Linked DNA regions of Danio rerio: region 2 is linked to region 1. A link is a contact called in public HiChIP or PLAC-seq data. All regions are on one chromosome and are shown on one strand. The core of a region is the stretch at or near the end of the contact, and the rest is flanking DNA. Distances in the headings are between cores, read along the strand shown.

The links. HiChIP or PLAC-seq counts read pairs in DNA pulled down with a chosen protein or histone mark.
Region 2: a contact with region 1 is called in an H3K4me3 HiChIP or PLAC-seq map of embryo, with 4 times the contacts expected there. The contact joins the promoter of si:ch211-11n16.2 here to the promoter of zgc:162193 in region 1. A contact is called at or near these places in 1 of 18 Hi-C or Micro-C datasets (caudal fin) and 1 of 4 datasets of contacts at active chromatin or transcription factors (embryo).

The regions. Positions count from the first base shown.
Region 1 is chr15:16,238,604-16,243,287 of GRCz12tu, reverse strand. It overlaps zgc:162193, which reads left to right and starts at 2,739. Exons shown (of 8, transcript NM_001089327.1): 1 at 2,739-2,768; 2 at 2,965-3,719; 3 at 3,818-4,684. The coding sequence starts at 3,103.
Region 2 is chr15:16,403,618-16,408,301 of GRCz12tu, reverse strand. It overlaps si:ch211-11n16.2, which reads right to left and starts at 2,399. Exons shown (of 12, transcript XM_073923421.1): 1 at 2,310-2,399. It overlaps dpf1 (double PHD fingers 1), which reads left to right and starts at 2,411. Exons shown (of 12, transcript NM_001328069.1): 1 at 2,411-2,598. The coding sequence starts at 2,489.

The DNA of each region.
Region 1 (4,684 bases), core at 1,490-3,989:
CAACAGGAACCAGCCAACAGTATCTGAGGTGTTCGCTAAAATGACTAAGTACAAGTGAGTGAAAGATTGAAGCAGTCCTCTGACTGCCTGGACCTGCTCTCTCGAGCGCATGGCTGTGTATGCATCTGTGTCTGTGTGGTCACGTGATGTGCATTTTCAGAGGTAGAGAGGAAGGAGGGCTGCTCAGAAATGCTACACGCCACTGTGGATGTCAAATCGTTGTCGTTCTAAAATATAATATATATATATAATTTTAATATATATAATTATTAGCCCCCCTAATAATTTATATTATAATTATTAGGGGGCAAATAATTCTGACTTCAACTGTATGTACAGATTTAAGATTAATTAAGCAATCATTTTTTATTTATATAGAGCTTTTAACAGCATATTGACAAAGCAATGAGCAGGATCAAACTAAATCAAATATACCCTATATGTTATATTCCAAATACATATTTACATCACATTTCGTAAATGCTACAGTGTAAATGAATGAATAAATAAATTATTGTTATCATTTATTCATTTATATGAATAAATAATGACACAAGCACATTTGTTTCAAGATTGAATGTATCTTTATGCAAAATGATCATTTATTTTATTTTAATTGTACTTAAAGTGTGTCTAGATGAAAAGCAAATACAAATTCGTTTTATATTATTTGTGGCCGAGACGGGATGTGAACCCATAATTTTGTGAATTTTACTTGTCCCGCCTACCTTCGTTCCTATTGGCTAGACATCTCTCTACACCTACGTGCGGCTAGCTTCTTGGAGGAGGCTATGTGAGCGGTGCTTTTGGACTGCACTCGTCATAAATCCTAAATCATTAACATTTTTATTTTTATTTTAAAATATCCCTCATGGTATTTATCAAACTAATGTTGAAGTTTTCGAAAATGATGTGGCCGGTTTATGAGGTGTAAAACTTTTTAGTCTTTCAAATTGTTATATTTTAAGTCGCACTAGTAAACTCACAGTCCTCAGAAAAGCTTGAAACAAGATATTTCCTGGTTCTTCAACAAAGAGTGAATGTGTTAGGAGGAAATGGTTGACAAACAGTGAAGAGTCTCACTCTTTATACTGATATGTTTGACAAATTTATTTTTTCAAATCAATGTTCATCTACCAAAACAATGGCCGGGATGGATGTGGCATTTCCCAGCCTCAAATTGTGTCACAGTACACCCCTGGCAAGATGTAATCTTAGTGAGAAAATCACAATGCAAAAAAAGTCTGAATTATAAGATTTATAGGTATTGGATGTCTCTGAAATATAAACTTAGAATTCTGAGGAAAAACAAAACAGTTGTGATAAAAAATATAAGAAATTAAAAGGTAGAAACTCAGTATTGCAAGATATTAGCTTGGAGTAGTGAAAAATAAGCTCAGAATTCCACGATATAAACTTGAGAATTGTGAGATTAAGTTAATAGTCATAAACTTAGCTCTTTTAGTTATTGTTATTTATATAATAGAATCGTTTTACAATAAGAAAACTACAGAGCATGTTAAATAAAAAATCCTTCAGTCTTTTGCAACACATTGTATCACAACAGTCAGAAAAACCTGTTTCTAAAAATGCTTTTTGCATAGAAAAGGGTGTTAGCAACTATATGTAGTACCTAAAAGTCTGTAAAAGTTCACAAAATAAAGATTGAGTGCGCCCTTCCAACTGTTAGAAGATAAATCTTCAGTTTACACAAGATAGGATATCCTGCTAATAATTATATCTTGATAAACAACTTCTTTACTTAGCATAATGCAAAACAAACAGATCAGTTAAAATTGGCAAATACAAAAGAAAGAATAAATAAGATGGCTACCAATTAAGAATTGTTCCCAGGACTTGTAGATGTATATCAAATATGTTTGACATCCTCTGTCTAGAATTAACGACTGGTGCTTAAATAAAGTGTTTGTGCCCATCATACACTATGCATATTTCTGTCCATTTTTTCAACTTTGACATCTCAAAATCTGCAGACTGGCTGTGACTTTTAGCAAGTAATGTCAACTCACTTCTAAAGTTTTATTTAAAAAGTTTAGGAGGAGTATGATAATCATGCAAATCAGCACAGGAATAACTTGTTTACATAACTACTTTGATATGTGTATACATCCAGCCAACTCCTCTCGTTCTCGTGAGATTTTTCTGGCATCCCTCTTCCACCTCTGCTCCTCGGCCTTAATCTATTTCTCATCCCATTTTATGGATAGGGGGAGTTTTCTGGGTTCGGGCTGAATTTCAAGCACACCAAATATACTTACTTGCTCAATCAGATTATATGTGAGGGTGAACTTTTGAACTATTCATTGGGGGGAAAAGCTATGTAGTGCATTAACTGAGGAAACAAGTGAAGAAAACAAGTTGTGGGAACAAAATCTTAAGATCTATTTACAATGTAATGTGCAGTCCTATATGGGTATATACAATTGCATTTTTATTTTAAAGCAGTGCTGCATATTTACTCAAAGCAAGCATGTTTACCTTGCTTACTCTCCTTGCAGTACACTTGTCTGTACTTCAAGGAGAACTAAATAGGGGATTAAGGCTGAAATAAATTTCAAATTGTGTAGAAGGAGTGGTTGATTGTGGTTTCTGGATGAACAAACAAGGTGAAAAAGGTGTACTTATGGGCGTGCTCCTTGGGTGTGCTCCTATAGGTGAGCCACAGTCGTAGCCACAAGCACATTCTCTTAGTAGTTAGACAGCTCTGACGGAAAGTCCGCTGATGTGGTATGTCACTGCAGACGAAGGTGAGTATGTGTGCTGAATTCTCTATTTAGGATAAAGTAGAAATTCTGAGATTAGGTTTATATATGTATTGACAATTGTGATCGATCTATTGATAGTTCTATATATAAAGCAATGTAGTACAACTTCATGAATTACATGAACAAAACGTTTTTAAATATGTGCAACCTTTTCCTTTCATTTTCTGTTTTTGTGTAGGAGTGAAAATTGATCACTTTCATTTTTACTGCATACACAAGCTCTGGTTGAACAATTCAAATTCTCAGACTTTCTAAAGCTGACTGTAACCAAAGAGAGTTTGTTTTGAGTCATCTTACTAAACCGAAGTAATCCACCATGGCACGTGAACAGGACTACTACACTCTCATGTCTGGTATGCAACAGCTTGATTTGCAGGGGAACGCAGTCCCCAGTGATCTTGTACTAATAGGAGAGCATGCCTTTCCACTTGCCATGAATCCAAGAGGTCAGGTGCTCATGGCTGCATCTCATTACGGTCGGGGTCGCATTGTAGTGCTGGGACATGAAGAATACTTAACACGATTTCCTGGGCTGATAGAGAATGCCATAATGTGGCTCATGCCATGTACCGGAGATGCTGGAGTTGTAGGGATTCAGAAAAGTTTACGAACAGTAGCTGAAAACTTGAACTACAGCCCTTTCAAGACAGAACTAGGAGACTTTCAAGATAGGTTCGCTATATATATCACTGATGCGTACAGTGTTGAGAGCTCTGCAAAGGATCTGATTGCTTTCCTCAAAGCTGGGGGTGGTTTGATCATTGCTGGACAAGCATGGAGTTGGTCTTATGAACACCCACAGGAAAACACTATCAGGAACTTTCCAGGAAACAAGGTGTGCAGTGTTGCAGGCATTTACTTTTCAGAGCTTGAAGGAGAAGTCGGCACCTTTCCTGTTCCTCGAAATATCCCTTCTAGTTGGCTTGCCGTGGCGTAAGTCCAGGAGACATATTTAAATATTTCCCACTGATCCTTTTTTTTTTAAATCAAAACCAACATTTGACTAATTGTGTTTATTTGCTTCTTTTCAGAATAGGCAAAGACTTTAAAGAGGACCTAGAGTTCCTGCTGGAAGGTGTGTCTGAGTTTGACACTCAAGGTGGGGCTATAGCATCAGAGGTGATGGTGCACGGACCATTAGCGTTTCCCATTGCGGTCACTCCAAATGGAAAAACATTCATTGCTGGTGCCTATTATGGACAAGGGCGAGTAATTGTGGTATCCCATGAAGGGTACATGGGCCGAGACTCTCTGTCCTCTTTTATGATCAATGCTATTAAGTGGCTTGATGAGGGTCGCAAGGGTGTTGTAGGGATCGTACCCAACCTCACTGCAGCCCATACAGTACTGAGCAAATCTGGTTTAGACTGTCAATTGACCGGTTTCAGAGAAGATCTAAGCGTCTACGTCTGCACTTCCTACAGTGATGCACAGTGTGCAGAGATTCAGGAATTTGTTGCAGAAGGTGGAGGTCTTCTTATTGGGGGTCATGCCTGGTACTGGGCTCAGACCCACTGGGGCTCCAATGTGATGACTGAATACCCCGGAAATCACATTCTTAACAAGATGGGATTGTGCCTCTTGGGAAACACCTTGGGTGGAGGGTTATATAAAGCTCCAGAAATAGAGCATAGTTGTAAACATGGGTACCACTTTCGAAGCATGCTGCAGAGATTTGCTCAGCATGTAAGCCAAGGGCAAGAGCTGACTGATCGAGAACAGGGCTGTTTGAAGCAGCTGGGCACTGACTGTGCCAGTTACCTTCAAATGCGTTGTCATGACAGTGCTGCTTACACCTCAGTGGTAGCTCTTCTTAGTGACATAGTAAAGGAAGTAGGTGTTCCACAGGTGTGTAGTAACTGCCCTGTTGAAAGTCCCAAAGACCACCTGATGCTCCA
Region 2 (4,684 bases), core at 1,150-3,649, 170 kb before region 1:
TCCCAATTTCTGTTTAACGGAGAGCAGATTTTTTCAACACATTTTTAAACATAATAGTTTTAATAACTCATTTCCAATAACTGATTTATTTTATCGTTACAATGATGACAGAAAATAATATTTGACTTGATATTTTCAAGGCACTTCTATACAGCTTACAGTGACATTTAAAGACTTAACTTGGTTCATTAGTTTAAGGCAAGTTAGGGAAATTAGGCAAGTTATTGTGTAATGATGGTTTGTTCTGTAGACTATCAAAAAATATATGAAGAAAAAATATTATCAGACATACTATGAAAATTTTCTTGCTCTGTTAAACATCATTTGTGAAATATTAAAAAACGAAAAAATAAAAAACAATTTAAACGGGGCCTAATAATTCAGGCTTCAACTGTGTGTGATGTTAATAAAAGAAATACATCTAATAACTTTTTTGATGCATTTTCCCACTTCATTTACTAATGTCATGATATATTGTGGATGGTTTTCTTGTGATATATTGATCGTGATCTATCACAATCGGGAAAAACATCATGATAATGTTGTATCATATCGTAATACCTGGATATCTGACTACTTATTTCACTTTTATCTTTGCTCTATCTTATTTATTTATTTTTGCAATATCTTTGATTCTCTCCTCTGCAAGATTATTTCAATCAAAGTTAATGATTTCATTCCAAATAGAGCTATTTAAGTCATCTGCTGAAATTGTATTCATATAAAATATCGCAATGTTAGATTTTTCCAATATCGAGCAGCCTCAAAATACATATATACTGGGGTAAAGCTGGATTTATACTTGCACATTCTGACTTTTTGCTTAATAATATAATTTCAGAAAAGTATTATTTGCAAATTCTAAGTGGCGAAATCATTTTAGCAGCCAATGACTATCAAAGTACAGCATTGTTCACAGTCAAGTAAATAGTGCTGATGTTGTTTTGAAGTCATATGTAATTTCAGACCCAGTATTCAAATTAGCGTTGTAAACAATATTGAATGAATGTGAGAATAAAAAACCTACTTAACCTCAATAAATAATAATAAAAAAAATTATTAATATATATTTATATATATTAGGGTTGCACGGTTTATTGGTACTATGGTAGTGTCGTGATACTGTGGCTTCAAAATGGTGCCACTGTAGTTTGTCAACGGTAGTATCGTCATTAATGGTTTAGCTACAATAGATAATGTTGCATGTCGTAGAGACACTAAAATGCTCACACGCTTGTGGAACAATAGACCATTTTATTTTAATAGTCTGTGGAGCCCTTTAAGGTTGCAAAACAGTAGAATTTGCGCCTTATATGGTAGCCTATTGCACGTTTTCTCACGCTTCAGCTCAAACGCACATCGAGTCATTTCTGTTCCTGTTAATATAATTTAGTAGCTACAACAACTGCAACAATCTCTTTAAAAACACATCTCACAAAGTGACGTTTTGAATTACTTTGGATTGTTACCTGAAACCCAAAATAGCAAATAGTAAAGAATTTTGGACCACTTCATATAGCCTAATTTAGTTGGAAAAAATGCACTTTTGTAACAAATTTCATTTGGTATCATTTGTATCTTTATATTAATGTATTCTTGTTGGTCAGTTTATCTACAAAATAAACCAAAAGAATGAATATATCTTAGTGAGGTGCAAATAATACTTTTTGGCTTTAAAGTAATTATGAATTTAATTCAAGTAGGCCTATTATAACATAAAATATAGTATTTTTGACAATTTTCTTTTATTTTTGACAATTTGACATATAAATTACAGTATCACAATACTACTTGGTATCGTGATTCTTCAGCTGGTATAGTATTGTAGGATTAATTATTCATTTGGTAACAACCATATGTATATATGAGAAAAACTGCTTTACCATAAAATCAATACATAAATTGGTGAAATAATTGTTATAAATGATGCAGAAAAGATTGATCAGGGTTCAGATATAAATATACTGTTTATAGTATATTTATAATATACTATACTATTTAGCCCAGGCACAAAACCCATCAGAAGTCAATGGAAAAAAATGTGTATTCAAATATACATGCATCTGACTAAACATAGCACACATGCAGAAAAATGCTGTGTAATAAAATAATAATGACCAATGACTACCCAAATCTGCTAATCTCAAAGATGAAATATACAACACAAGAACGAACGGCTTGATTTTGCTGCAATCACTCTGAAACTATTCCTCTGCGAATCAAAGAAGCTACCAACATGAGGCAACAAAAAATACTGACAGACAGTCCAGCAATCCAACCTTGAATTTACAGTAGATGTTTTGGCTTACCCACACAAAATCAAGGCGGGACTAGAATACAGTTAACCGCGGTGCATTGTGGTATTTGTAGCACGCGCGCCGACGAGTCCCGACTGCTTCAGGGAATAAAAACTACATTTCCCCGCACTGACCATCAGGCAGCCGCGCTCCCATTGGCTGACCGATCCAGCCGCAGCCCCAGAGAATGAATGAAATTGAAATTGCTGCTATATTACATGTACAATACCGGGGATCTGCAGTCTTACATTGTATCATTCTATATCAAAATGGCCACAGTGGTCCAAAATCCTCTGAAATCGTAAGTAAAAAATATTTCTATTTTGATGCTTTGACTAATGCATGCCATGCAACAAACAGCGCTCGCTCTTATTCACAAATATGCAAACACCTTTAAAAAGTATAAAATGCCGGCGAGGCTCAAACTACCAATGCATGTTGAAATGCAATAAATCATAATGCATGCGACGACATTTTGTCATCTGGGCAAATGTGGCACGTTGTAAAGTGCAGAGTCTCGGGTGTCATTTCTGCATATGCACAGTGATATGGAGGAATGTTGAGAATGTTGACCCGGCGTCCCTGCTCGGTATTGATCACTAGGAACTTACAGTTGTTGCTAATGGAATCGCAGAGTTCACTGGTCACCGACTCTCTGGACAAACGATGATGATGATGATGATGCTCGAACATTTTTTTGCACACGTATGCGATGCCAAATGAAATGAGCATGCAGAAGACAACACTGGCTGTCTAGCTGCATACTAGCCAATGTTACAATTTAACACAATGTGTTTTAATGGTTACATCGCACGCGTTGATAACGTAGATTGTAGAAATGACATTGTAAATACGAAACATCAATGCTAATCCTGAAACAAACACATGTTTTAGCGTGACATTTTAGTTGCGCGTAACATTTGCTATGTCTGGTGCGCCGTTGCATCAATGCACATTCCGTGAAGTTTCCATTAGATTCCTTTGTGCACACTGACACATTTTTTCGGCGTGCGGCACGCAGACGCCACACGGGCTCAGTGCCAAAAATTGCTTTACATTCATCTGTTAGAGACGGGGACCTTCCGAGTGAGGAGACGTGTTTGTATTTGGCAGGAATATGAGACTGTAGCTTCAATATCTCATAAAGGGGCATAGCACTTGTGCCGGGTTTCCTAACCTGAGAGGTTGTATCTCCCTCCGGTAACTACCACGACTGCCTACCTTGACCCAGCACGTCTCCACAACGTTGTATTTTGGTCACAATTGAGCTCAAAACACACTTTAAAATGTTACCCAAAGGTAAAATCGTGTGTCTAAATATGTTTAATATAGTAATACGGTATCTATGTATTAATTTATCTATGATATTTGGAAATTTTTGAAGACTGATTTGGTGATCCATGGTCACATGTAATTGACATTGTGGATTGCACATCTTGTTTTTGTTGGATTTATTGTAAAAATATATACCTGAAATAAAGATTTCGCTAACAGCTTAAATGGAATATGAATAATTTTGGCTATAGTGGAACATATTTGAGAAAGACTGTTGAATTAGTTAAATTGTACTATTATATATATGAAGACTCAAATACATGTCTAAAGTAAACTTAATTCTACACAACATCCTGTTTATAAGCTGATGTATTGATATATTTCTTTTTGAATCAGTGATGGGACGATTAACCCTGCATGCTGTAACTAATAAAGAGAAAGCAATGCTATAACTAGTAGTAGACTTGCGCTACAGAGCTGAGGAGCCTGTACACCTACACGTTACACAATTCATGTGACCCAAAGCTAAAATCGTATGTCTATACTATATGTATAATATATACACATGGTATCTATGTATGTATTTATCTATGGTTTTAGATTAACACAATAAATAAATTGATAATATTGTTGTATACACATCACATAAGCTTTTTTGCATGATGGTGTGAGAAAATGTGCATGCTTTGAAAACTAATAACAGTGCACAGGACAGGGTTCAAGATTTTAGGTACAGTAAATAAGACTTTACATAATGATAATAATCTGAGAATACTAGTGTAATGTAAATGAATAATGTGTTACTATAGTGTTATTCTAACGTGTTATTAATGTGTTATTATAGTGCTTTAGTTCAGGTTTGCACAGCTTCAAATTATGTTTGGCAACTTGAGCTTGACAGGAGTGCAGAAAATATTAGGCCTACAATAACATTACTGCTCTTGTGTCTTTGTGTAGAATTTTATGCTTACTTTATCCTGTCGTAAATACAGACATTCTGAATGCATGGTGGAAGCCATTGGCGTAACCAGTCCTGGGAGAGTTAGTGCTAGATGACATTAAATTGCCATCTGTAGTACCCAATGTACACTGTGTACAAACATGGTATTCTT